Linked DNA regions of Mus musculus: regions 1, 3, 4, 5 and 6 are each linked to region 2. A link is a contact called in public HiCAR-type and promoter capture Hi-C data. All regions are on one chromosome and are shown on one strand. The core of a region is the stretch at or near the end of the contact, and the rest is flanking DNA. Distances in the headings are between cores, read along the strand shown. Region 1 overlaps Prrc2c (proline-rich coiled-coil 2C). Region 2 holds the start of Mrps14 (mitochondrial ribosomal protein S14). Region 3 holds the start of Rasal2 (RAS protein activator like 2). Region 4 overlaps Sec16b (SEC16 homolog B (S. cerevisiae)). Region 5 has its middle 6.7 kb from the start of Gm15486. Region 6 holds the start of Cryzl2 (crystallin zeta like 2).

The links. Promoter capture Hi-C pulls out the DNA fragments that hold promoters and counts their contacts. HiCAR-type assays count read pairs that join an accessible place to other places.
Region 1: a HiCAR-type map of astrocytes shows a contact between it and region 2, with 2.6 times the contacts expected there. The contact joins the enhancer-like site here to the promoter of Mrps14 in region 2. A contact is called at or near these places in 3 of 39 promoter capture datasets (the C10 cell line, liver and pre-B cells), 3 of 484 Hi-C or Micro-C datasets (the G1E-ER4 cell line, embryonic stem cells and pre-megakaryocyte-erythroid progenitors) and 3 of 115 datasets of contacts at active chromatin or transcription factors (astrocytes and embryonic stem cells).
Region 3: a contact with region 2 is called in a promoter capture Hi-C map of pre-B cells, with 3 times the contacts expected there. The contact joins the promoter of Rasal2 here to the promoter of Mrps14 in region 2. A contact is called at or near these places in 4 of 39 promoter capture datasets (cranial neural crest, hippocampal neurons, liver and 1 more) and 1 of 115 datasets of contacts at active chromatin or transcription factors (astrocytes).
Region 4: a promoter capture Hi-C map of liver shows a contact between it and region 2, with 5 times the contacts expected there. The contact joins the enhancer-like site here to the promoter of Mrps14 in region 2. A contact is called at or near these places in 2 of 39 promoter capture datasets (hippocampal neurons and liver), 1 of 484 Hi-C or Micro-C datasets (the N1E-115 cell line) and 2 of 115 datasets of contacts at active chromatin or transcription factors (astrocytes and embryonic forebrain).
Region 5: a promoter capture Hi-C map of hippocampal neurons shows a contact between it and region 2, with 4 times the contacts expected there. The contact joins the enhancer-like site here to the promoter of Mrps14 in region 2. A contact is called at or near these places in 6 of 39 promoter capture datasets (the 3T3-L1 cell line, hippocampal neurons, liver and 1 more).
Region 6: a promoter capture Hi-C map of liver shows a contact between it and region 2, with 3 times the contacts expected there. The contact joins the promoter of Cryzl2 here to the promoter of Mrps14 in region 2. A contact is called at or near these places in 2 of 39 promoter capture datasets (liver and stem cell-derived epiblast-like cells) and 1 of 115 datasets of contacts at active chromatin or transcription factors (embryonic stem cells).

What each region holds. Positions count from the first base shown.
Region 1 is chr1:162,726,023-162,729,461 of GRCm38.p6, reverse strand. All of the region lies in intron 1 of Prrc2c (proline-rich coiled-coil 2C), which reads left to right. Among named protein-coding and RNA genes, the nearest start is that of Prrc2c, 13 kb to the left of the region's middle. Within about 2 kb of position 1,296, at least 48 of the 459 cell types and tissues checked have an H3K27ac peak or open chromatin away from gene starts, as enhancers often do.
Region 2 is chr1:160,193,594-160,196,889 of GRCm38.p6, reverse strand. It overlaps Mrps14 (mitochondrial ribosomal protein S14), which reads right to left and starts at 1,675. Exons shown (of 3, transcript NM_025474.4): 1 at 1,579-1,675. The coding sequence starts at 1,623.
Region 3 is chr1:157,410,597-157,413,864 of GRCm38.p6, reverse strand. Rasal2 (RAS protein activator like 2) reads left to right here and starts at 1,270. Exons shown (of 18, transcript NM_177644.5): 1 at 1,270-2,128. The coding sequence starts at 1,927. 2810025M15Rik (RIKEN cDNA 2810025M15 gene) reads right to left here and starts at 1,513. Exons shown (of 3, transcript NR_027984.1): 1 at 740-1,513; 2 at 70-121.
Region 4 is chr1:157,548,106-157,551,361 of GRCm38.p6, reverse strand. Sec16b (SEC16 homolog B (S. cerevisiae)) reads right to left here. Exons shown (of 26, transcript NM_001159986.1): 13 at 238-355. Among named protein-coding and RNA genes, the nearest start is that of Sec16b, 24 kb to the right of the region's middle. Within about 2 kb of position 1,426, at least 13 of the 459 cell types and tissues checked have an H3K27ac peak or open chromatin away from gene starts, as enhancers often do. A contact at or near this core is called in liver, where this site is marked.
Region 5 is chr1:157,516,611-157,520,181 of GRCm38.p6, reverse strand. It overlaps a transcript of Sec16b not described here. Among named protein-coding and RNA genes, the nearest start is that of Gm15486, 6.7 kb to the right of the region's middle. Within about 2 kb of position 1,826, at least 94 of the 459 cell types and tissues checked have an H3K27ac peak or open chromatin away from gene starts, as enhancers often do. A contact at or near this core is called in hippocampal neurons and liver, where this site is marked.
Region 6 is chr1:157,457,230-157,460,529 of GRCm38.p6, reverse strand. It overlaps Cryzl2 (crystallin zeta like 2), which reads right to left and starts at 1,962. Exons shown (of 10, transcript NM_001033284.2): 1 at 1,885-1,962; 2 at 1,678-1,786. The coding sequence starts at 1,934.

The DNA of each region.
Region 1 (3,439 bases), core at 47-2,546, 2.5 Mb before region 2:
CTTTTTATGTTATTTCACTTGAAAATGACATTTTCTGTGTAGGTGCGCATGTTTATTTAATGGAGGCTCACTCAGTGCTCATAATGATTTGGTGTTCTAGATTGTAGTACATTGTGAGGAAGAAAGCATCAGCCATGTACAGTCTCTTTAACTTTAAATAACGTGTTACCTCATTTTAAATGTTTATCTCCTTAATGAAAATTGTTGTAATAAAATTATCTTGGACACTTCTTTTGAGGCACACCTGAATTAATATTGATACCATTGTTTTCAAGCTTTATAGGGTTTTTTTTTGGGCAATTTTCTTAATTTATAAATTTTAATGATTTAGACTTTTAAGTACTTCTGAGACCCAGTCTGGTAATTTTATATTTTGCATGCCAAAACCTTAGCTTTTTGAAAGGTGGGTCCCAAAATACATTGCTAAATTAGAATATAGTTCAATAATGTTTATAAGTGTGAGAATCTAATACCAAAGTTTAGTGGTGTTTAAGACTAGAGATAAGAGAAAATACTCTTAGAAATTGGGGGAGAAGAACTTATTTGTGGAGAAGGTGTCACCTTTTTTAAGTCCTTACAATTTTTTAAGAGAGGAATAAGCTTTTCCAAAGGCCAGCTTCAACATCTCAGGTGCTGAGGCTGGGTGTGTACTCTGCAACTCAGTCTTTTCTCTGGGGGAGCAAGACTTAATTCTCTGTGGCCAATGAAGAGGGGGAAACATACACACACTTGGTGGATGAAGCAAGGCTCTAACAACTTTGCTTTTTCTCTTACTCCTTTATATATCACCTAAGACAAAAATTCTCAACATAAGATCACCTTATAGCTACAAGTTACATATTCTCAAAAAAAAAAAAAAAATCACCAGAAAAACGTATTCTTCAAAAACAGATTAAAATCATTACACTGAGGGGAATTGCATGATGACTGACTATATATTCTTTTGAAACCCAAACCTTACTGAACATTTTCCATCTATCTTTGCACAAATTCATCTTAACCCAAAGCAATAATTCTTTTGTCGTTGATTAACAATTTTAAACATGCCAGCTCTATTGTAGCTAATTTTTCTGTTAGCTGACAACAGTTTCATTTACCAAGAAACCAATTTTTTTTACATATTTTTTTTGAAGCCTTACATAGCTAGACTATCATCTGTTCTACCTTCCCATGGTGCACACTAAAACCTGTGACCACATCCTTAGATCACAAGATTAACGAACTCAACCTAGAACAAGTGAATGTTTTCTTTGCGTATTAACTTGTCTCAAACCTCTGTTCCTTTCTCAAGTCCCACTCTGCGCTCGCAGGGCTTGAGAGGTCACGGGGCTCCCTTTCTAGCCTAGACAGCCCTCACTGCTCTGCAGAGAAGGGCACAGTCTGTCTACTGTTGGTTCTTTGATTCATCTTCCTGGCAAAGCAACTGAAACCATCTCCTGAGTCTTTATCAACCACACCAAATTCCTAAAACGATTTAAATCAAGTCAGGAATTCTGTAAAATCAGTTCATTTAAACACCATTATTTTATAGACGTTCATCTTCATATTGATCTGCAGAAAATTTGCTCAGTAGATTGGGCTATCTTCCTGAAGTGGTCACATCAGACCACAGGCAGTGAGGGTCTCCCCGTGCCCATTAATACCATGCTAGGTACAGGATGATTATAGCAATGATAAGCAGGAGAAGGCACAGCAGAAGCAAGAAGCAATTTGGTGATACCCCCCCCCCGGGGGGGGGTGCTGCTTTGCCTCTCTAAGGTACACCCATCACAGTTTTGCAAAACTGGACTATTTCCAGGTCCCTCACTTGCTCACCACTGCTCCTCCAGATGGTGTCCACCAACACTTATTTTTCTAGAAAGTTAAAAGATGGTAGAGAATGTCCATATTTCTTTATCCAGGTGTCCTGCCTTTAACTGTTTTACCTTATTTTCTTTGTCTTCTGTGTAAACATTTACTTCTGCACACACTGACACAGTTTTTATGTGTTTGGTTTTTAATATCTAGGTCTAAACACTGTAGTCTCTGAAAATCATATTCTTATGTCAATAATTTTCTGAGAGTAGTTCTTGAATTTGATTTAGTAAAAAGCTTGATTCTTTGTACATAACTCAGTATTGTTGCTGACAGACACTCTGGGGGTGGTTGCTGAAGTCACCAGTCTCCTTCGCTTTCCTCTCTCATTCCTTTCTGTTAGTGCTGTTGTAACATGCCTGAGACAACCTCCCAGTTGTAGTGGCTGCTAAGAACCAGAGGTTCTGCATTCAAATGCCACTTGAACACTGTCTTCACTTGAAGTAATGGTAGAAAGACAAAAGATGGTCACTGGTTAGTTAGCTTTCTGACTTCACATTTGCTTTTTATACCTTTGCAATCTCAAATTTCTAAGCTCTTATCTCTGCTTAGTGCATGAGGACAATATATTTCCTGGTCACAATTTCTTTGGTATATGGTAAGCACTGAGTAAGTGTACGACTGTAGGGTTAAAACATTTGCTATTGAAGCTCTGTCTAGAAACTTATATGATATTTTAGTATATCAGCAATTAAAAACTGTCTCAAAGATTGTAGTTTGAAGGAATTTGGGTTTTTTGTTTTTTTAATTTATATTTTGACAAACTGCTCCCCAAATTTCATTTATATCTTTTGGAAACCAGCTACTTTCTTTAAAAACATCCGTTCCCCCTATATACCCCATCTTTTGCCTTATAAAATTTTATGCAAAATGTTTGTTTATTTTTGGCCAAAATCTGTTAGAAAATAATATACAGTTGTACAAAATCTAGAAAATACATATGCACCATATCTAATTTCAGTGGAAAATGCCATTTTTACTGGGTTTTCTCAGTCAGAATCTCTCATTTTTCAGACAGAATGATTATTTCTTAATGCTAAAAGCAGGGTTGGGGTGGGCGGCAGTTATTTTAAAAATGTTTTTACAATTGAGTTCTTCAGGTATTTAGGGACCTTAGTGTGAATGATCGTGTATTATTCTTAATATTATACAACTATAGAGGCCTTCTTAAAAATATTTGTATTGCCAGGCAGTGATGGCGCATGTCTTTAATCCCAGCACTTGGGAGGCAGAGGTAGGCAGATTTCTGAGTTCGAGGCCAGCCTGGTCTACAAAATGAGTTCCAGGACAGCCAGGGCTATACAGAGAAACCCTATCTCGAAAAGCCAAAAAAAAAAAAATTATTTTATGTGAATTGGTGTTTTGCTAGTGTGTATGTGTGTGAGGGTGTTGGATCCCATGAAGCTGGAGTTAGAAACGGTTGTGAGGTGCCATGTGGGTGCTAGGAATTTAACCCAGGTCCTCTAGAAGAGCAGTCAATGCCCTTAACCATTGAGCCACCTCTCCAGTCCAGAGGCTCTTTTTATTAATTTTTTTAAATTTCATATGTAAGTACTATATTTACATAATTTCCTCTCCCTCCAAT
Region 2 (3,296 bases), core at 426-2,925:
TTGAGCAGTTAAATTCTATTTGGCATGTCTGAGTGCACATGTGTGCTTGTGTATGGACGGGCATGTGTGGAGGGTGGACAAGGACAACGCTTCTGTGAGTCAGTTACCCCCCTACAACATGGGGCCTTAGATTGAACTGCACAGGCTTGGTGGCAAGCATTTTACCCACTGAGCCATCTCATGGGGGGAAGACTTAATAGTTTTAGGAAGTAACTTATGGCATTTATTTGTGTGTGCATGTGCATACCTCATGCATACTACAACTCAGGTGGAAATCTGGGGACAATTTGCAGGTGTATTCATTCTTCTTTCTTAAGTCACTGTTACCTTCTCCCACACCCTCAGGTTCTGATGACTTCAGTACCCTTAGTTATAAAATTAGAAGCAATCTGGAGAGAATTTCCAAACTCCCACTACCATACCTGTGCCCCCTCGGCAGTATTTGTACTACACTCTACACCCCTCTCATTGGTTATATGACACCTCTGTCCATTACAGTGGCCATGAACCATGGATACAGCTAATACGCACTGGAACTGTAAGCAGTACAAGTGGGGACATAATTCTTGGTATTAACTCGCTTAAAAGTTTGGTTTTGGTCCAACTGCAAAAGTTAGCATCCCAACTGCGATATATATATATTTTAAGTGTCAGATACACAGACTTTGAAACCTGCTTCCAACAGAAGAATGCAAATGTCACATAAGTCATTCTAATTTTGACTTGTTAGGATAAGGATAGACCTGACTAAAAATATCTATCAAAATTAACCGCACCTCCTTTTTAAACTTCAATATAAATATTAGAAAATATTTAAATTATCCTTGTGGTTTGCATTACAATTCTACTGGACGAAACTGCTATTCATGACTTAACCACATTCCTAAAATCAAAATTCATACACAGACTATATCACCTCTTGCCTGCAAAAAAAAGGCAGATCTCCAGCGATTCTTCCCTATTCTTTATATCAGTGTTCCCCCACTCTAATATACAGATATGACGCAATGTCACAGTAAAGAAAAAACAACCCAGGTCCACCCAGGTCTCCCTCTAGTTGACACCCCTCCCCAACAAAACTATCCAAGACTTCTCCAACGTCCTTTGCTGCTCGTTCCAGTTTCTATCCGCATCATAACACTCCCACTCCTTAACTCTACAGCCAATTCTCGGCCCTTCCTTTAACTAATTCTGCTTTAGCGGAATGGCCTGCTCCCCATTCGAAATTGTCACCACCTGCTTCCAAGCCACCACTGGCTGACAGCTAGTTCCCTACAGTCTCTTTGCATAATCGGAGCCTCTGAGGTCTCAATCATCCGACTCTCCCCTCTCTTCTCCACTCACACTCGGCTCCTTATAACCCGGAGTCATTCTCGCAGCTTTCACATGACGGATCACACCTGAATACCAAGCCCTCGACTGCTGCTCTGGGCTCTCCTAACCTAGCCAGGACGGGAAAGCAGATAGGAGCCTTGGGATCGGTCCTCCGTGCGCATTACAGGTGACAGGGTTACGAGGGACCCACAGGACACGGAAATCAGGGAAGGGGTAGGCTGGCGAGAAAGGCAGGGGCCTGACCTGCCGGAAGGTCCGCAGCAGCGAGCCTAGCACGGACGCCGCCATGTTGTCTGCCCAGCCAGCCAACCACCGCCGCAGTACAACACCGGAAACAGGTTCTGTGGAGGCGGGGCTTATGCCCCAAAGGGCGGGTCCAGGGCAGGATTTAGCCTATAGAGAGGGAGAGGGTAGGTGCGGGATTTGAAATAACTCTCGCGTTATTTCATAGATAAGCAAATCATCCATGCGGACCGCCCACTTAGGCAGTAGGAGAATAGTGAGCCTGCGCGATCTCTCCTGGCCCTTGCTGTTCCTCTGTCCCAGCCCCGCCCAGCCTGCGCCTGTGTTCTGCGCGTTGGCGCCACCCGGCGGAAGCTTGGCAGCATTTGTCACTCATCCTGCAGAACTGGCACTGGTCACATTTCTGCTGTAAAGAAGATGGTAGTGGCCCTGATAGAGTTTCTGCTTGCACGCCAAGGGTTTAAATATGTATTATATTATATATATTATATTTATTTTATTATATTATATCATATCTGTATTAAGGTTGTATAGGTTTTACGTTTTTGTCTCTGTGGGTTGGACGGCGGTAGTGGTGTGTGTGCATGTGCCTGCTGTTTTCCCTTTAGTACAGGGCACTTTCCTGCCATCTTCCTAGCCTGTCTCCTAGATGTGTTGATGGGTGCAGTGAGGAACAGCCCATTGGGCTCTTTACACAGGAAGCTCCCAGGAAGAAGGAGAGTTTTTTTCTTTAAGCGTTACAAGTTAGTGAACATTTCTAATGGGCTAGGGAAACTCTGACTGAAACCATTTGGCAGGATAAGACAACCAGGAGTCCCTGCCATCATACTAAGATCTAAAAAGTCCTAGACCAGCAAGCAGCATCAAACCCTGGTTAAAACTCATTCCCACTCACCCCCACGCCACACACAACATAATTGGGCATCATCTACAGTCATCTCAAGATATGGGTACACGGCAAACTCTTTTATTATGTTTCTGTTGTTTTAAGATGCCTGTTTGTTTTCATCGGGAGTTAGATAGGAAGGGAAGTGGGAAGATCTTGGAGGAGATGAGGGAGGGGAAATATGCTGTATAAAAATATTTCTTTTCAATTAAAAACAGGAAAAGTTTCACTAATGTGTTACAATTTCAGAAAGCCAAACTTCTGGAAGGGGCTTGAAAGTCAGAAAGATATGTTTATAGGCTATAGAGTAAGAAATGAGTTTTAGGGCCGGGCGTGGTGGCACTCGCCTTTAATTCCAGCACTCGGGAGGCAGAGGCAGGTGGATTTCTGAGTTCGAGGACAGCCTGGTCTACAAAGTGAGTTTCAGGACAGCCAGGGCTATACAGAGAAACCCTGTCTCAAAAAAACAACAAAACAAAACAAAAAAGAAATGAGTTTTAGGGCTGGAGGGATGGCTCAGCAGTTAAGAGCACCGGCTGCTCTTCCAGAGGTCCTGAGTTCAAATCCCAACAATCACTCAGTGGCTCACAACCATCCGTAAGGAGATCTTACGCCCTCTTCTGGAGTGTCTGAAGACAGCAACAGTGTACTTACATATAATAAATAAATAAACAAATCTTTTAAAAAGCGAGTTTTATACAATTAAACTATTGCACAGACCCATGAGTTGAATTCCTAAAAGGTCCAGAAAAAAATCAGAAAGATTAAAATTCAATGTGACCGTTTACATTCTCCCTCTATTCTTGAGTGTACTGAGAGACTTTATTTGGAG
Region 3 (3,268 bases), core at 21-2,520, 2.8 Mb after region 2:
TCTAATCACAGAGTTCTTGAAGGATCAGAGTTGAAGAAATCAGTATCACTGAGAGCTTGTAAGACGTACCTGTTGCATTGCTGGCTGCTTTGGCAGGTGATGTGGACTGTCCTGTCTGCACCTGTTAAACAAGAGGAAGGGTGAGAGGATCTTTAAAGTCACTTCTTGTTTTAACATGCTATTACTCTATGTAAAATTTGGGAGAAAATTATAAAATGCATGCTATAACTCCCATAAAACACAAAAACACATGAGAATTCCTAAAACCTAGAAAATTAGATTGACCTCTTATAGAAGGTCAAAGTAGAGAGAAATGAGGGCTGGGGTGGGCTGGGACACAACAAAAACCCTCCCCCAAATATTTTTTAGCATCATCTAATTATGAAAAATTCCTGATTGGTTTGAAGTAGCCATGTTCATAAATTGTTGAAAAACCTGATTTGTCAACATAATTTAAATTGGTAAATTTCTACCCGAAATTATTATTATTACTATTATTTATTTATTTATTTATTTATTTATTTACTTATGCCTAAAATCTCTGAAATCTGGATTGGTGAATCCCGCTTTGGGTGGGCACAAAACGAAGCCAATGTTAAGGAGGAAGACAGTTTACACATAGACCAAAAATAAAACCCAAGTGACACTGTTAGAAGAGAAGCCAACAGATTGCAAAGATCAAAGGCAAAAAAGAGAAGCTTGTTTGGTTAATGCTGGGGCTTTGGGGCATTTCATGTACTTGCGGGGCTCGTCCATCCATCCGCACCACACATCGTAGCCATGCTATTCTAAACTGATGATAAATCCAGCTCCAGGGCGGACAGGGCGCAAAGCCGGGATCTCGCACAGATCTCAGGATCCAAGACGCGGGGCCAGATCTCCCTTGTGGAGGAACCATGGCGTTTCTTCCGAGGTGACTGTTAGATAAAGCAGCGTCTTCATGTTCTTCGTCCGAGAAAGAAGCATTGGTCCAGAAATCAACAGGATAGGGGCTAAGATAAAAGGGAAGCGCCTTTCCCATCTTTTTAAATTTCCCGCACCCCGTTTTCTCTCCGCCTCCCCAACACCGTCTCTGCTTCCACCAGCAGCTCGAGGATCCCCGCACCGAGAGGCGGTCGGAGCAGGATAGTCTTAGGAAAGTAGGCGGGCCTGGCCCGCTGAGTATTTCGGTGCCCGATTTTTGCTGTCTTCGGCGGCAGTTCCTCCTCCGCTCGGTTACTGGATTGCACACGCGGCCGTGAGCTCGGCACTCGATTGCTTCGGCCTATCACCCTGGGATGCCGCCTGCCGCCGCCGCCAGCGCCGCGGCTGCCGGGCTTGTGGGTTTCTCAGAGGAGCGCGAGCCGGAGGAGCCCAAGCAGCGGCCGGAGCGGCGGCCTGAGAGTTAGCGGGCCGGCCTGCGCGTTCCGCGGGAGCAAGCCGACGCCAGGCGGACAGAAGCTGGGCCGGGGCGCGCCCCTCAGGCTGAGGGAGCCGGCGCTTTGAGCCCCCGAGGCGACGGCGGCGGGAGCCGGTCAGAGGGGGCGGCCCCTGGCGGCGACGCCCCCGAGCCCAGCCCTGCCTGGCCGAGCTCCATCCTCAGCCCAAGCCCGGGCGGCCCGCGAACGCGCCCGCGGGGGTTGAGCAGGGCTGCGTGGGGGCGGGAGGTGAGCCCGCGCTCCCGGGTGCTCCGCGTCCGCTCCGGACCCGCACCTGAGCCGGGACCCGCCTCCGCTCCGGACCACGCTGGACCCGCCTCCCGGCCCGGGTCCCACCCTCCGCTTGCAGGTGGGCTGCGGCGCCCGGCCTTCGGGCGGTGGGCGGCGGGGAAGGAGGTGAGCGGTGTCCGCGCCCGCAGCCGTTCGGGTGCTGGTGGCCGCGCCGTCGTCCCTTTCCCGCAGCCGGGAAGCCCGCCCCGCCGCCGCCGCCTGCTCCCTCTGGGACACCATGGAGCTGTCTCCGTCGTCCGGAGGAGCCGCGGAGGCGCTGTCGTGGCCGGAGATGTTCACGGGGCTGGAGTCCGACTCGCCGCTGCCCCCGGAGGATCTGGACGCGGTCGTCCCAGTCAGCGGAGCAGTGGCCGGTGGCATGCTGGATCGGATCCTTCTGGAGTCAGTGTGCCAGCAGCAGAGCTGGGTCCGGGTGTTCGGTAAGGATCACAAGTCGTCTGCCTCAGAGGCTGGCGTTTCTCATCTTTCCTTGGGCTCCGATGCATTCTTAGTCCCCCATCTATCCTAGGTCAGCTGTCCACATCTTTTTTTGGTTGTTGTTGTTGTTGTTGCAGAAAATGCTTTTTGACAAGTTTATCCAATATATAGCGCCTGGTTATGTGACTCAGTAGGCTCCTTTGGACCTCTTTAGATATCCACAGTAAGTTTATAGAGTTGAGCTATCTGGACGTAATTCTTAGGTGATTAATTAAAGGCACTTGCTGCTGAGTCCTCAGGAAGGTAGAATGGAACAAGGCACAAAACCAAGTGAATGGGATTTCATTTCCTTCCTGTTGTGTGAAGCAAGTGTTGAGAGAAAGATATGAAAAAGCTTAGTAGAAGATGAGCTAATGAATGAAAAACAAAACAAAACAAAATCGAGGGGTTGTGGGTGGGGGGCAGAGATGGGAGAGACACCCAGCCCTAGCCGTAGCCCTTGCACCAGCCCCAGTTCAAGTGTTTGGTAGCAGTAGATTTACCGACAGCTTTTCCTTGAACCGTACTCTCTGCTTGTCCTGAGTGTGTAGGTTGTTTCAGATTGCACTGCTGTTTCTGGTTTTCGTGGTTAAGCTACCCGGTTGTCACTCAGCAGGTTTAAAGTGATGAACACACTAAAGAAACTTTCCCTTTCTGCATTCCGAGTAACCATCTTTTAAATTAAACCTGAATGATGATTTTCTATTCAGGAAAGGCTGTGGCAACGTTAAACATGCTGTATGCATGGGTTAGCTGTGGCTTTCCAAAATATCAAGCTAGCAGAATGTTTCTGCTACACATGACCATAAAAGACATAGTAATGTGGTTGAATATAAGATGACCAATTTGAAGTATCTGGAATCACACAGTGTTGAGATGCTGTCCTGCAGTTTTGTTTGTCTAATATGCTGTTAGTGATCAGCATATTGTATTTATGGCTTGGCTTTCATACTTCCAAATAGGTTCTGTGCTTTATAATTCAAGACCATCTTTTCATGGTTTATAAGTTGTCTTTTGGACAGTTCAGTTGACTTCAGGAAAGATCCCAGACATTTGAATTCTTGCCTCAGTTCTGTCACTAAAAATTATTAAACAATTTAGGG
Region 4 (3,256 bases), core at 177-2,676, 2.6 Mb after region 2:
AGATGAAGGTACCTTTCCCTGGGGTTTCTTAACCAGGAGGCTAACAGCGGCAAGATTACAGTTATAAAGTAACAACTAAATAGTTTTATGGTTGGGGTTGGGGTGGGGGTCACCACAGCATGAGGAACTGTATCAAAGGTGCTAGCATTAGGAAAGTTGAGAAACACTAGGAAACACTAAACTAATGTCAGACATGGAAAGTTGCCCCAGGGAAGGCGTAAGCCAATTTCTGCTTACCCAGGGTATCCCCCATGCTGACAATCGCTCGCTGGTACAACTCTGTATCTCCAGCCTGATTTGACAGGATCACAGCCAAGTGGGGCCGCCAGTCTCCCCACTGTTTGTCTCCACAAACCTGAAAAATAATAACGAATTACAGAATCATTTACCACAAACCAGGGTGTAGTTAAGAAGGCTGCTGTTTATTCGTAGGTATGGAGTTCAAGGAATGTCTGCTATGCTATTGATGCTATTATTCAGTGTGTGTGATGCTAATACTCATTGATTCGGAGTTCCATCTGCCTGAAGCAGCAGGTGTGTGGCACAGAACAAGTTGGCGGCCCACACCTGTAAACCTAGCACTCGGGAGGCTAAGAGGGCATCACGAGTTTGAGGCCTGTCTGGACCAGAATGAGACCCTGTCTCAAAATACAAATAAAAAGAGCCAGGTGCTGGTGGCACCGCACGCCTTTAATCCCAGCCCTTGGGAGGCAGAGGCAGGCGGATTTCTGAGTTCAAGGCCAGCCTGGTCTACAGAGTGAGTTCCAGGACAGCCAGAGCTACACAGAGAAACCCTGTCTTGAAAAAGCCAAAAAATAAAAAAATAATAAATAATAAAGAGAGGGAAAATAATATATACATACACACGCACACACACACAGAATCACCCACACACCCACACATACAGAGACACAAAAATACATACACATATATACACTCGCACACAGACACACATAGAAACATAGAAACAGATACACAGGCATATATACATACAGACACATACACACAGAGACACAAAAACATACATACAGACATACAAACACACATATAAAAAAACACAGACATACACACATATACCCTTACACACATAAACACATACATACACACAGACAGACACACAGAGAGGGACACACACACACAGATACACATACACAGATACAAACACATACCCACACATACAGAAACATAGACACAAAAGCTCACAAACACATACAAGCCCATACACATGTATATCACACACAGATACACACTAGTTATAAAAGTGATAAATAAGGTGGAATTATTAGTTTACTGATTTTCCAATTTCTTCTCTGTGCCTTCACTTCAATTATCTAGAGACAACGTCCTCCCCACACCCTGCTGTCCCCACTGCAAAACAACTCAGGTTTTAGTGAGAAAAGGGAAGTGAAAGATTGATCTCCCTTGCCCATGCTAACCCTGTACAAAGGTCAGGGATTCGGGTTGCTCAGTATCTTACAAGTGGCTAGTGTGTCCTGGTCTTATAAGGCCCTTCCACACATGGCAACCTTCATGATGCTGCTGTGAAATGGCTTCCTATTACCACTTAAGGAATGAGAAAATCAAGCCAACTTTCAATTCCCCTCTCAGCCTGGTGACAGTGCAGTGGCCGTGGACTCCACCATGCATCGGGAGAAAGTCATCAGCCCTGTATAACTGAGGCGACCCACACACAGCGCTTGCCTTGGGTTCAGATTTCACATGCCTTTGACCCATTTGGAGTTAGTTTTTGTGTAAGGAGATAGACACTGGTCCAATCTCATTCTTCTGCATGTGGGCATCCAGTTTTCCCACTGCCACTTGTTGACGATGCTTCCTTTTCTCCAGCTTATGTCTTTGGCATTTGTGTCAAATATGAAGGGCTGTAGTTAGCTGTGCTCATGTTTGGGTCTTTGATCTTGGTCCATTGTCTTAGATGTCTGTTTTTGTGCCAGTACCGTATTCTTTGTACTACTGTGGCTCTGTAACATACCTTAATATCTGGAAAGGTGAGCCCTTCAACATTGTTCTTTTTGCTCAGGTTGCTTTGCCTATCTGGTGTATTTTGTGTTTCCATATGAATTTTAGGATCGTGTCTTCTATTTTTGCAAAGAATGAGGTGGAGATTTTTACGTGGATTGAATTAAAATGTGAACGGCTTTTGGTAGCTTAGTCATTTTTGTGATATCAATTTTATTAATCCTTGGACATGGAATATATTTCCATTTTTAATATCTTTCTCTTTCTTTGGGTGTTTTAAGTTATTCCACCCAAGTCCTGTCTCATGCTAGTAGTGTGAACTTGAGCAAGTCTTTAATTGCACTGAACCTTTGTTTCCTCGTCTCTAGAACAGAGATCATCATTTGTACCTGAGAAGATTCCCAGCGACAATAAAATGAGACAATTATATGAAGCACACAGCACAGTTCTTCACACTTGGTTTGCACCTTATAAATTTCACAATAGGCATGAACACACATTTGTGTGTATACATTTATATATACACACACACAACCTCAGTAGAAGAAAGGTAATTTGCAAACAGTCTACATCAATCCTGTTACACAGAGGGAGAGTGAAATTGACAGTAATTGCTAACACTTAGAATTCCCAACTATTTGTAATTATTTAGTGTTTATAATCATCACAAGGAATAAAGGATGCTTTATCCAACTCCATGTGATATTTGCTCCCTATCTATCTCAACAGTATATATCATAATGGTGGTCATAAGAAGTCATCAGAGTAATAGTTTTACTTAATGACAGTGGCTTAGACCATGAGCCACACCCTTGGCTAAACATTTCTCCTGCCAACAATCACACACCACAAGGACACTGCTATCCTCGCTTAAACATATAAGCCAGGCCATTTCTTGCTGGATCTTCAAGAATATAACAGAAGGGGAAGTTTTCTTACAAAAAGGAAATAATCTTGGAAGTCATCCTGTTTCCTCCCTGGTTTGGAGAAAGACACGGGTAGTATAAAGCCAATTGAGAAAGAGAGATGGGGAGAGGGAGAAGAAGAGAGATAGAGAGGCAGAAAGACAAATAGACAGTAACAGCAGAGAGAGAGAGAGACAGAGAGAGAGAGAGAGGACTCATTGACTAATTTTCTTGATGGGATGGGAATGCAAGCATGGTGGGTTCAGATATTCTCACCCATAATTCTATTGGCTGGCCATCAAAATCACCACAAAGAGAAAAACTGTTATTAAGTAGCAACCAAGTCTGCCTATCAGTAATGAGCAAAGTCAAAC
Region 5 (3,571 bases), core at 577-3,076, 2.7 Mb after region 2:
TAAAAGAATGTTGAGGCTGTGACTGAAGGAATTTGGCCAAAGAGTGAGTAGATGGTGTCTCATAGGCACAAAGGAGCAAAGATGGGCCCACATTATGTATAAGTCTTGTTAAATAGCATTTGAAATGTAAATAAAGAAAATATCTAATAAAAAATTGTTTAAAAAAAAGTCTTGTTAAGCCAGGGTCACTAGCTATAACTGAAAGACACATTCCAAAAAAGAGTGAAAGAAAAACATTAAATTTCAATAATTTTTAAAACTCAGTCCAGGTGGGGGAGACTGGATAGTTTCCTTACGTGTTTTTTTATTTCCCCAGCAGTATCTGGGGTACTGTGTCTCTTTCTAGTGACACTAAGAATTAATCAAAGAGTGCAGGGCCCCTAAAGCCAATCTTACAGGTCAGCTATCTTTATAGCCTTAACCAGTTATTGATCAACAAAGTCCTCAGCCTTCCTTTGGATGAAGCTGGGTAACAGGAAAGACACAGAAGTATGCTCTGGCCAAGAGTTCCAATTATAGAGATGTGGGGTGCCAGAAAAAAAGGGGTGCCTGTGCCAAAGTCAATTAGCCTGGCACAGATAATCTAAGTCACCAGTACCGGCCCTGGGACTTCCTGAAGGCTTAGAAATAGAAGTTGGCACAATCTATAGGCCACTAGACCATAGTGCCCTATAGATAATCTTGACAATGGATTCCTTTTGTTGCCATTTGTCTGGCCTCCCACAGACCTGTTCTTCCTGCATCCTGAACTGCAACCGATAACTAAAGAGACACCCCATCATTCAAGAAGGACTCCAAGCTTCCTTGGCAGCCCTGGGCTGGCAGAGGGGTCCTACTTCTCAGCCACTCGGCCTCCCATTTAACTGGTACTCTCAGAGTCAGGATGAGTGCACCCATAGAGGGTTGTGTCTGTGACTTTAGGCCCCATGTCAAGTGCCAAGGGGCAAAGAAGACTCACACAGCAGCTACGGGAAATAAAAGTCTTTAGCGTTCTCAGGGTATTCTCTCTGCTGCAGATCAATGGCTGTCAACGCCTCAGAAGAGAAGCACACCTCAGTCCTGGAATAACTGTCTGAACAGGAGACCCTGTTCTACCATCTGTTCACTATATAAACCTGTTAGTAACATCCATATCATAACATTTCTTCATCTGCAGAGATGATCACAGAACCCTACCTTACAGAATTATGATGAAGATAAAAAAAATCATATCTAAAACTTACAAATAATTTAAATATAGTAAATGCTCCATAGGTGTTAATAATTGCTACTTCTCTAGATGTACGAGAAAATGCACCCACAAAGTATTCTACACACATCACCAGGAAGAGACTTGAATATTTATTACTGCTGTGAAATCAACAAATCCTCCTTGACACTCAATGCAGTGCCTGCATTGACCCAGGACTTAGAGGAAATGGAGAAACAGTATCACTTGACTACACAGGGGAAAACGCCAATGGATTAAGGTGAGAACATCAGCATTCACAACTTTAAGAAGTGTGGTCCAGTGCTTCCCGCACAGGAGGCTGGTTGCTCCAGGAACAGGGCAGGATGCCACAGGATGATCATGAAGCATGATTTTCTTTCTTTTATAAGCTATTTTCAATAGAATTTTAATTTAACATCAGCACAAACATTCTGAAGGGAAGTTCAAATTTGCAGTCATTTTTTTTTTTTTGAAGACAAGCATGAGATGTCAAAAAAATTTTCCACATTGGCTATGAGACAGATAAACAGACACATATTCTGCACCCCCACACTGAGTCATTCCTCGCCACGCAGTGGGGAAGTCTGAGAGACATATTCTGAACAAGAGCAGACATTCAAGCACTCAGAGCCAATGAGCTGGAAAGAGCCTCTGGAAGGATTCCAGGCCTGCAGGTGAAGCCATGACCGTGCCAGGAAAGCTCAAGCCAAGGCCCCTGCTGATATACAGTTCTTTCATTTACAGACCTAAAGCTTTCTGAGCTCTCTACTGCTGGATAAAATTCTGTATTATATAAGACCCGGAGCACCCAGCCACTGCACTGCACCAACTCACTAACCATGTTTGGAGAGTCTGAAAGTTTTGGTTTTCCTGGAACACGTGGTATTTCTTCTCTGAGGAAAGGAGGTCCTCAGGGACCTCATAGTAGTATACACCAATATTCTAAAGCTCAGATGTCCTTCCTAAGGGATAACACACACACACATGCACACATGCATGCGTGCGCCTTAGAATCCCATCTCAGTCGTTTTAAGACAGGGGATACCCACCATGCAGCTCAGCAGCCTTTCCTTCTCCAAATCACACAGCCCCAGCCTTATTCATCAAATTTCCCATCTTTAAATCTTTGTGGAGAGTATCAAAGTTCCAAAGAAAACTGAAAATTGATGCGACTGGAGCAGGATGTCAAGCCACTTGAAGAGGACTAGAACTTAGTTGCTAGCACCCACGTTGAGCACTCACATTCATCTCCAACTCCAGGACATCCAGCCTACTCTTCTGGCCTCCAGGGGCCCCTGCACACAAGGGTAGGTGCAAGCACACACACACACACTCACACATACACTCACACACACACATGTTTGTATGCACATAAATTAAAATAAATCTTTCAAAAAAAGGGAATTGAAACTAAGCTTTAATTTTTTTTCCTCAGTTATTTCTCAGCCATGCACATTTGAGAGGGCGAAAAAAAATCACTCAGTTGTTATAATGTTCCAGATCCTTCATCTTGAATATGAAATCCTTAAAGGGCTGTTATGTGACTGAAATGAAATACCACACGGATAAGTACCTGTTAAGTATGAAGGTGAGTTTGGAATAAATGTTTGCCTTTCATCCAGGTTATTTTATATTCTATAAAGGTGTGACAAGCTAAGCCACATACACACAGGTGATACTTGGTCGGGCATCACAGTGGAGAGCTCTTCGAACTTGAAATTAGATTTGCATTCCAGCACTTCTGGGGATTAGCTGTGAGACAAGTAACTTAACATCCCAGGCAAAGGAGCCTTCTTAAAGGATACTGTATCTTGTTCCAGATACCCTTGTAAGACCGTGGTAGGATAAGTGAGAGAAAGCACTGTTTGAGGTTTAACTAAAAATTTAAAAAACAAATATAAGGTCTAACAGGTGTGGTCTAGCTGTTGGCCACAGGCCACATGAGTCTGAGAGTGGTAACTAACATAGTCCAAGACATTTGTAGATCCCCGGTGTGTAGCAACTGTTAAAAAGTTAAACTCCCCTTGCTAGAAGCACTTAGGAAAGTAACTGTAGTAAGTGTTCAGCACAAGTTGTTACTAAAAGAGTACAGATGCCAACAATTGGGAGATGAGACCTCATGACATTAAAAAGCTTCTGCACAGAGCCGGTGAGACATGGCCAAGTGGGCCAGGGTACAAACCATAAAGCATAAAGAGCTGAATTCAGTCCCCAGACCCACAGGGCAGAAGTAAGGAACCGACTCCCACAAGTTGTCCTCTGACCACTGCACAATCACTGTGGTACATACATACACACACATACATACACACACACACACACACACACACACACACACACACATATACATACATACATACA
Region 6 (3,300 bases), core at 713-3,212, 2.7 Mb after region 2:
GCGACTGAACAATTGTTGGGAATTGGGCTGCCGACTGTAAGTCATCAATAAATTCCTTTACTATCTAGAGACTGTCCATAAGTTCTGTGACTCTAGAGAACCCTGACTAATACAGTCATCCAACCCCTAAAGGGGTCACAATCCATAGCTGAGAACCACTACTCTAGACCTTTTGAGGAGCCAGTGAGTTTCAAAAGGTGGTGGGTCCAGGACCATCATCACTGGCATCATCTGCGATTTGGTTAGAAATTCAAACTTCACCTTGTGTTGGGGTGAAGTTTGCCCTTAACGACAGCACTGAGAAGACAGAGATGGGCAGATTTCTATGAGTTCCAGGCCAGCTAGGGATACATAATGAGACTCTTGTCTTAAAAAAAAAAAAAAAAAAAAGAAGTTCCAACTTTGAGGCCACACCCCATACTGACTCATACATGGGAAGATAGGAGAGGCTCAGCAACCTGTCTGAACAGGCCCAGAGAACTCTGGTGCTCATCAGAGAATGCAGCCCACAAGGGTGGGGATCCCAAAAGGTGCCAGCTGGAATCCCAGATCAATGTGCTCTACGTGTTTACGTTTACTGGAGAGGTGGCGGGTTGGTTAGAAGCCATTCTTTATCTATCAAAATCATTCATTTCTCAGTTCTTTAAGTATGTGCCACATGCCAGGGCCCGTTGCAAACTCCAGGGATTTAAAGGCAAAGAAAAATAACATAAAAACACTCTCAGAAGCTAGCTCCTTACAATGCAAACAGCAAAACTGGGGAGCCCATGCCTCCGCATCCAAAAACTGGAGTACTTATTGACTGGTGGATAGCATGTCCACTGTCCTCAAGACACTCCACCTTGGTTTAAAAACAACTTAGCCAAGAGTAGGGAGGCATTTCTGCACTCCGGAGACTGACACAAGAAGACTGTAAGTTCAGTTCCAGCCTGGATGACATGGTGTTATCCCAGAAATGAATGACTCAAGATGAGGGAAGTTGAATGGCTGTGATCACCCTCTCTTCCAATAATCTGTTTTAACCACAGGCCCCATTTGGGTGACCTTTACAACTGTAGCTGCATCTCTGCCTCTCATGAGCGACCCCTAACATGAAGATACTCTTGCGTACTCCACCCTGTTTCAAATTGTCATTCTCTACTACATATGTGTCACACGCTGTCACCAAAGTGGTCAACAGGCAAGGCCAAGGTGACTTCCACATTTCCTGGCAGGAAAAGGATCTCATCCCAAATTACAGCAGGACATAAGAGGAGCCCAGGCTTGTATTCTTCATGAGATAGATTGGGATGGGGGCAATGGTTCGGGGACCCGTACATAATTTGATACTGACCCTGAAGAGGGGCTAAGCAAAGGATAAGGGTCCTTTTGTCTGTATTGTTATGTAAAGTCCTGTGTAAATCAGACACAGTTTCTAAGGCAACGGCTCTGGAGCTCTCTGAGAGGCCTATGCTTGAGATTTGAGGGAGGGCTTCCTTGACATTTCTAGCCTTTCCGTGAACCTTGAAAGGGCTTGACCTTCCAACCTAAAGTGGGTGCGCTCCAGCCTCTGGTCGCCCCCTACGCTTGGGAACTAGGATTTTGACCGAAGCAGGAAGCCCACGAGTGCTGGGCCGAGAAAGTCAGAGGCTCTGAACTATACAAGGAGGCATCCCGGGGTCAAGCTTGTCACCCTACCTCCTGTGGCCCGACGGGGCGGGGAGCCACCTCTTGAATGGTCAGGGGCTGCTTCAACTCGGTGCAGAGTGCAGCTCGGTAGTGCCGGCCTTGGCCCTGCCAGGCTTGCCTGCAACAAAGAAAAGGGAGCTGGTTTTCTCAGCAGTACCCCTGGGGTCTGTAAGGGGGCCGGGGGGGGGGCGGGGGGGGGGGGAGTTGGGCTTGCACCTGCAGAGCCACACCGGAGGGAGGCAACGCGTACACAGCCTTGCTGCCATGGCCAGCTGAAGTCGCGAGGGGCGTGGCCAGCATGTGGCAGGAAGAGCTCTGGGGAGAGCGGAAAGGCGTCCCAGGACGTGCCTGCTCTGGCCGGGTGACCTGACCGGCAGGCGGAGCTCTTGTCTGTCTGTGCAGGGGACTGTCAGCCCCACACCACTTCTAGGGTTAGACCAAACAGTGTGTGCAACCCTTGATCTCTTCGCTGGTTCTGGAAAACAAAAAGGAAGCATGAGGGAAATGATTCGATCACCCCAGATTAAGAGTCTTTGAGACAGGGTCTCATTAGGTAGCTCTCACAGTGTTGACCAGGCTGGCCTAGAACATGTCATCTTCCTGCCTCTTGTTTCCTGAGTGCTGGAACTACAGGGTGTGCCTGGAAGACTATTAAATCTGTGTTTGGTAACATTTCAGTAGTAGTTCTGGGGTTCTTTCTAAGAAAGAAGTCCAAAATGCACAGGTGAATCCTTTGATGTCTACATTTGAACTGCTAGAGTTCTTGCCACTAATTTTCTCACACAGGACTAATTATGATAAAAAAAACTAAACTGTTACCAATAGTCTGGTGTTAACTGATCCTGAACAAATCCAAAGAGAATATCCAATTAAAGACAAGCCAGCTGGGCACACGCCTGTAATCCCAGGGCCCAGGAGACAGAGACAAGAAAACTGAACATTCGAATCAGCCAGAGCTACATTGTAAGACCTGTCTCCGATAAAAATAAAAATAAATTAACATGATGACACATGCCTTTAATCCCATCACTCAGAAGGCAAAGATAGGTAAATCTTGGTAAATTTGAGGCCAACTTAGTCTACATAGCCAGTTCCTGGCCAGCCAGGACTACATAGAGAAACCCTGTCTTAAAATATTAGTTAGTAAAAAAATAAATAAAAAGTCAGCCCAAAACTTAATGACTCTCATGCTCCAAAGGTTTACCCCTTGGTAAATGTGATTCAGTGATGACATAAGCCTTAGGGGCACAGGTATGCCCTAGAAGAACCAAAAATAATACTACTGTCTATATGAAATAGTATATAAAATTGCTTTGGCATTGGCAAGATAACTGAGTGGGTAAGGGTGCTTGCTATCAAGGTTGATAAGCTAAATTCAACCCCCAGACGTCACATGGTAGAAAGAGAGACCCTACTCCCAAAAATTGTCCTTTAACCTCCAAATGCTGACCTTACACATGAACCATGTACATGTATGTACACACACACACACACACACACACGTTAGTATTAGATGTAGATCTATCTGACCTATTTAAAACAGCAAGTGACTATACGCCAGCAATGTATGTGAGGTACATGCTATGCTGGAAAGAATGGAAGACTATATCATTGGATAAATAGATTTAACGA